Regions from separate parts of the Hordeum vulgare genome. Here region 2 is linked to region 1. Evidence: chromatin contacts called from public Hi-C data. All regions are on one chromosome and are shown on one strand. Each heading gives the region's core, a stretch centred on a gene start, on an enhancer-like site or on the middle of the called end of the contact. The rest is flanking DNA. Distances are from core to core; before and after follow the strand shown. Region 1 holds the start of LOC123446503 (ran-binding protein 9-like). Region 2 holds the start of LOC123448692.

Region 1 (2,899 bases), core at 262-2,761:
ACGCCTGCGTTAGTCAGGCATGGGACATCACATCATCCACATCAATGGTTATTAGGTGATCTAATGACTAGCCTTAAGATCCAATCACGTCAATCCTAATGGATTAATATCTATAAAGCTTGTCAATCATGTTGTGGTTTATTTTCTAAAAATGTGTTTCATCTTCTCGAGACGTTAGCTCATGCTTGCTCGCAGGACGGGATATTTTACGATGACGTATGTCCAGAAAGGTTTTCTTTCATCATGGATGAGGGTATAATTTTGAATAGGATCTACCCGAGTGGAGCGACGCTGTAACTTTTTGCTGTAAAATGGCAGTTTCTTTTTGTTTGTGTTGAAGCGCTGATGGTGTAATTAAGACGCTGGTCAGCAGAGCGCAACTATCATTATTCGGTAATCACACGGAATTCTTGGAGTGGCAAAGTGATGAACAGCAGAATTCCCATTGAATTATCCCAGCGCACGGATCGAGCTGTAAAGGCGGCATCTAATCCGCCTTTGAAGCTAGAGTGGGGTGCGCATATCGTGGGCGTGCTGTTCCATTCCATTCTTCAGCCTCACAGCATCAGGACCAGAGAGATTACCAACCGAAGAAGGTGCGAGAAACGCAAAAGAAAGTTGTGTCAACTTGACAAAGTGCAAGCTATTAGCCTTTAAGTCTAAAACGCAACACGATTTCGCAAGAATATACTTGGGACCATGACCATCAATTGATCGCTGATATGATTATGATGAGCACACACACTATGCATGCATGATGCATCCTCATCCATGCATGAGAGATGAGACACGACCGTGCAATGTGATTCCTAGAGAATTCAGAGGTGTTTAGGCCCTGTTTGTTTCAAAAGTCCCGGAACTTTTTTAGTCCCAACTTAAAAGTCTCTAGTCCTTACCCGTTTGTTTTCAGGGACTAAAGGCCATTAAATGACATGTAAAAGGACTATGTTGTTCCTGGGGAGCAGCTTCCCCGCCCTTCGTTCCGCTTCACCGCCCCCGCGCCTCCGCCGCCCAGCACCTGTAGGGCCTCCCGTTTCGTCAAGGAGAGGAAGGGGTCGGGTCAAGGAAGGGAGAGAGAGACCGGCGGCGCGCACGCACCTGGGAGACGCGGGACCGCAGGTCGGAGAGGAGGCCGCCGACGGCGGCGGCGTTGCGCGCGTAGGCGTCGGAGGAGGAGGAGGCCGCCGCCGAGGAGCGGTAGGCTGCTGCGGCGCGGGCGCTGCCTGGGCGGAGCCGAGGGAACTGGCGGCGGCGGCTGGTGGGGGCGCGAGGGAACTGGCGACGGCGGCGGCGGCGGGCGAGGGAACTGGCGGCGGCGGCTGGTGGAGGCGCGAGGGAACTGGCGGTGGCGGCGGCGGCGGCTGGTGGGGGCGCGAAGGAACTGGCGGCGGCGGCGACGGCGGCGGGCGAGGGAACTGGCGGCGGCGGCGGCGGGCGAGGTGGGAGACGCGAGCGGGAGCGCGATGCGATGCGGGGTAGGGTAGGAAAAAGTCTCAAAAAGTCCCTCCCATAGGTACTTCTTCAAATAGTCCCAAACAGCCCACTTACTCCCTAAAAGTCCCTCCTATTTGTTTCACATGGGACTTTTTGAGATTTTTTTTAGTCCCTGCATCAAAAAATTCGTGGAAACAAACACCCCCTTAGGGATTAGGAGTAGTTCGGCTGCAGTGCAGGCAGCTTGTGGCCTTGTACTAGTGGCGCAGGTGCCGCATTCTTTGGCCGGCGATGTGAAGCCAGACGCGGCGGAACGCGGCAACGACGGCGCGGTGATGCTCGGCGGCGTTGAGAGCGAGGTAGCAGGTCAGCAGCTCCTCGAGGTCCTCCGATGACCGGATGTGGTTGGCCGCCACCATCTCCGCCATGCTCTCCGCCATCTCCCTCTCTGGGTCCGACGACGTCTTCACCACCACCAGGCTGTCGTAGAGCCACCGCCGTCTCCTGCTGCCCGCGTCCTCGGCTGCTTTTTCCTTCCGGGCACTTTTGTCGTCGTGGCCGCGCCGCCGCCGCCTGCTGGCCGGCTTCACGTGGAACCCCCGTGCCCTGCAGGTGGACGGCGTCGTGGCAGCCGAGGTAGGGGTGCTGGCGCTGCTGCTGATGGCAACGCTTTCCGCGGGGTCGTTCTTGCCGGCAGGCCTCGTGACGATGCGCCGAAGGTTGAGCTCCGGCGTCGCTGGAGGCGCGTTTATCCCGCCGAGCCTGCTGGCGCGGCGATGGATGACGTCGACACGGACGTCCAAGGCCGCGCCGTCGTCGGTTGCGGCGCCGCGCGGGGCGATGCACCGGAGCGCACCCCGGTCCGCGCTCGGAAAGTAGTAGGAGGCTCTGTTGGGAGAGTAGCCGGCACACGCCGCCGGTGGGCGCGCGGGTGGTCGGCAGTGCTGGCTTGTCTGTCGGCCCGTCCACTCCGCCGAGGCGGCGATGAATGCGATTGCGTCGGCGGAGGAGCCGCGCGTGGGACTCGGACACGCGGCCGAACGCTTGCCCTTCCCTCTGCTTCTCCCCCTGAGCTTGTGGAACCAGGAGGAGGCTGGCATCGCGCGGTCTGGGGGCAGAGACAGAGACACTCTGTTGCGGCCAAGACAGAGTGCGCGTGTGTAGTGGCGTGGCGTGGTGTGGCGTGGGTGTGCGCGTGGTGATCGAACTTGCAGTGCCCAGCTAGCTCACGGTGGTTATATATCGCGAATGTGGCGACACGTTGTGTGCTAGATTTCTTATGATGGGGGGACGAAGGGCGAGATATCGAATATCTAGTTGTCAGAGCAGTTTGTTGTAGAGTGTGAACTTGTCCTGGTATTTGAGGCGCACTTTACATTCATCTAGTACGTACGCGAGATATAGAGATACTGGTGTCCTGTCCGTGCTATGGGAAGCACAAGGGTCGTAGATGTCAAAGTTTTGG
Region 2 (2,899 bases), core at 121-2,620, 240 kb before region 1:
TTCACCTCATTTGTCCCATACTGTTTGCCTACGAATAAAAGATGATTTACTGATGGCATCGAAGGTGCCACTTGAATACCATGCGAGTTAGACGACTCTCCTCGTGTTTTTAAGAGGCACGAAAGGCCCTGTGTTGCTAGCAAGAACAAGTATGGTGAAATAGGATCACCTTGTGTGATTCCTCGAGTAGGCACAAACTCCTCAGACTTCTTTCCATTGACCATAACAAAGAATTTAACAGTAGTAATTAAACTCATGACAATGTGAACCCATCTATCAGAAAAGCCCCTTTAGCATTATAGCTTCAAGATATGGTCATTTCATTCGATTATAGGCCTTCATCATATCAAGCTTCAAGGCACAATTGATAATGCCATAGAAACGAGGCCACTCCGGACAAAACCAAATTCCGAAATGGAAAATATGGAATGGGTATTATGTATCGCCAGCCAACCGTGAAGGAGTTCAAAGTGGAAATTCATAAAGGAAAAAAAAAACTTGGCACTTGTTTGCTGCTAGTTCCTTGTGGAGACGCGTCATCTGATAAGGGGTAGTTGTTGGACGGTTAGTGCCCGAATGGAAAGCAGTGCCCTAGGGCAGCAAGGCATCGTACACGAAAGGGCTGGCCTACGACTCCTTTTGGGCGGTTGTTTGCTTCTCGGGATTTGGGTAGCCCTTGTGCTCTAGTACACCGGAAGCTCTCCTTCTGTTTGCGTCGCGCTCGCGCACCGCACCGCAGGCGGAGGCGGAGGCAGCGCGGCGGCCGTTTTTGGATGGACGGAAGGAATCGATGGATCTATAACCGCGGGTTGGGTGGGTCCCGGAGGAGGGAAACGCGCCTGGCGTGGTTCCTCGGCACGCCGGCGTCGCGCGTGGCGTGCATGCACATCGGTCGACCTCAACGGAAAAGAAAGCCGTTCAGTGGATCTCGCACTTGATCGGGGCTGTGTCGCGGTCGCATTGGCGTCGCGTCCACTGGCACGCAGCATTGCGTTCGGGTTGCATTGCACCTGCACCTGCACCGTGTCTGCCTGGCTTCCGTCAGTCATCGCGTTTCCGGGATGTGTAAGTGCCTGCTGATCGATTAGGCACACCCGCACGCATAAGCAACGGAGATGCGCTTTGTTTATTACGTATTATTACGGCTTATCCATGGTGACGCGACGCCCCTTTGTTTTTTCTTTTTTGAGAAAAAAAGAAAAGAAAAACAGCACTGTCTGACTTGTGTAGAACCAGTACCTGGAACTGTGGGCTCGCTAGGCGGTGGCATGGGCGGACGAGGCCACCACCTGGCTGCATCGCCACCACAACACGCACGGGCACACGGCACACACTACTTCCCGTATAAATGCGGCATCGGATAGGGACGGACGGCGGCCACTTCTTCCTCCTCCTCCTCCTCCCCGGGCTCGCGGGTTTTGTTCACACCCCACCGCAGAGGGTTGGTTCATCTCTCGTCGGACTCGGAAACTCGCGGACTTGGCGTACCCACCCAACCCCACCCTTCCTCCTCCTCGCCTTTTTTTTTTTGCAACTTCCTCCTCCTCGCCTCGCCTCGCACCGCACTCGCGCCAGCAGTAAGTAGTAACGCCTCGGGCCAAAAACCCAAACCCAAACCCAAACCCCCAGAATAAGCAAGCGATTCCCCCCAAACCCCTTCCATTACCGTCCTCCGATTTCGCATGCCTGTGCCGGCCGCCTAGCCCAGCCCAGCCTTCCCATGGCGCCGGGTGGAGGGGGCGCGCTGCCGGCGGTCATGGCGCGGTCCGTGCCGGGGCCCGCGGCGATCCCGGCCGCGGCCATGGCCAGCGCCGAGGTGGCGGCGGCAGAGGTGGTGCGCCGCGTCCAGCCCACCCAGGCCTCGGACCGCCGCCGCGCGGAGGTCGTCGACCACGCGCGGAGGATCGTCGGAACCGCGCTCGGATGCGAGGTGCGTGCTCTGTCTCGTCTCGCCTCCCTTTCGCGAAACGCTCCCCCCTCTTCTCTTTCTTCACTTTCCAGTTTTGTCTGGGTAATCCTGGGGATCCTCGTGCTTGTCACACTACATTATTCTTCCTTTGGATTTGGATTTGTTTACTTTGCTTCCGTCGCTTTCTCTCGTGTGCTTCTAGTAGAGTACTGGTAGTATATACATTTCAAAGGCGTCGGCTCTAGGGTAGGAATTACTACTATTCCTTGATTAATTGCTTCGTACGGACGAGGAGCTAAACTAATTGGTGCCTAGTTTTACTACTATCAGCTGCCTTCTACAAGAAAATACTCCCACTACTCCCTCCGTTCCTAAATACTCCCTCTGTAAACTAACGTAAGAGTATTAGTTTACGGAGGGAGTACTAATTACAATTATTTAGGAACGGAGGAGGAAGTAGTTGCGATTTTCTGCTATGTACTGCACTAGTACTGTTTGACTAACAGACTTGTAAGTATATTAGACCAAGTCGCCCCTTTGTTCTGCGTGTCACGGTCTCACAAAAGCAACTTCATCCGTTTAGAAATCAGAAACGAGCTTTCTGTCTGCTCGGATCTATGCGTTTTTGCTTTTTAACCCAAGGAAAAAAGGCACGGTATGCTTTATGAAATCCAACTTTTACTAGTATCTCAACAGGCTTCCATTCAGATTTCAGAGGGGAAACAAGCTTTGGCGTTTTGCCAAAAAGATTAAAGTCTTTTTTGTTTCGGTTCTGCCCCTGCCCGTGATCGCATGCTTGACTGGCAGGCGGATGTAGATCGTGATGTGTATGCTTCATCCACGGTGACCCATCCACGTGGTTACCCAACAGTGTGGCAACTGATTAATGCCGCTGCGGTTGAATCTTGTTGGGGTTCTCTGTCCCCATCACAGCTTGTAGAGGATTCTGACGTAGCACGAGTGAGATTTGGTATAGCCATTCACCGACAG

Evidence for each region. A called contact is a pair of places that touch in the nucleus more often than the background predicts.
Region 2: a contact with region 1 is called in a Hi-C map of seedling, with 2.6 times the contacts expected there. The contact joins the promoter of LOC123448692 here to the promoter of LOC123446503 in region 1. A contact is called at or near these places in 2 of 6 Hi-C or Micro-C datasets (leaf and seedling).

What each region holds. Positions count from the first base shown.
Region 1 is chr4H:390,937,761-390,940,659 of MorexV3_pseudomolecules_assembly, reverse strand. It overlaps LOC123446503 (ran-binding protein 9-like), which reads right to left and starts at 1,511. Exons shown (of 3, transcript XM_045123080.1): 1 at 1,475-1,511; 2 at 1,417-1,472; 3 at 423-1,319. The coding sequence starts at 1,511. The coding sequence ends at 924. It overlaps LOC123446502 (transcription repressor OFP1-like), which reads right to left and starts at 2,736. Exons shown (of 1, transcript XM_045123079.1): 1 at 1,620-2,736. The coding sequence starts at 2,534. The coding sequence ends at 1,692.
Region 2 is chr4H:391,179,761-391,182,659 of MorexV3_pseudomolecules_assembly, reverse strand. LOC123448692 reads left to right here and starts at 1,370. Exons shown (of 9, transcript XM_045125660.1): 1 at 1,370-1,930. The coding sequence starts at 1,721.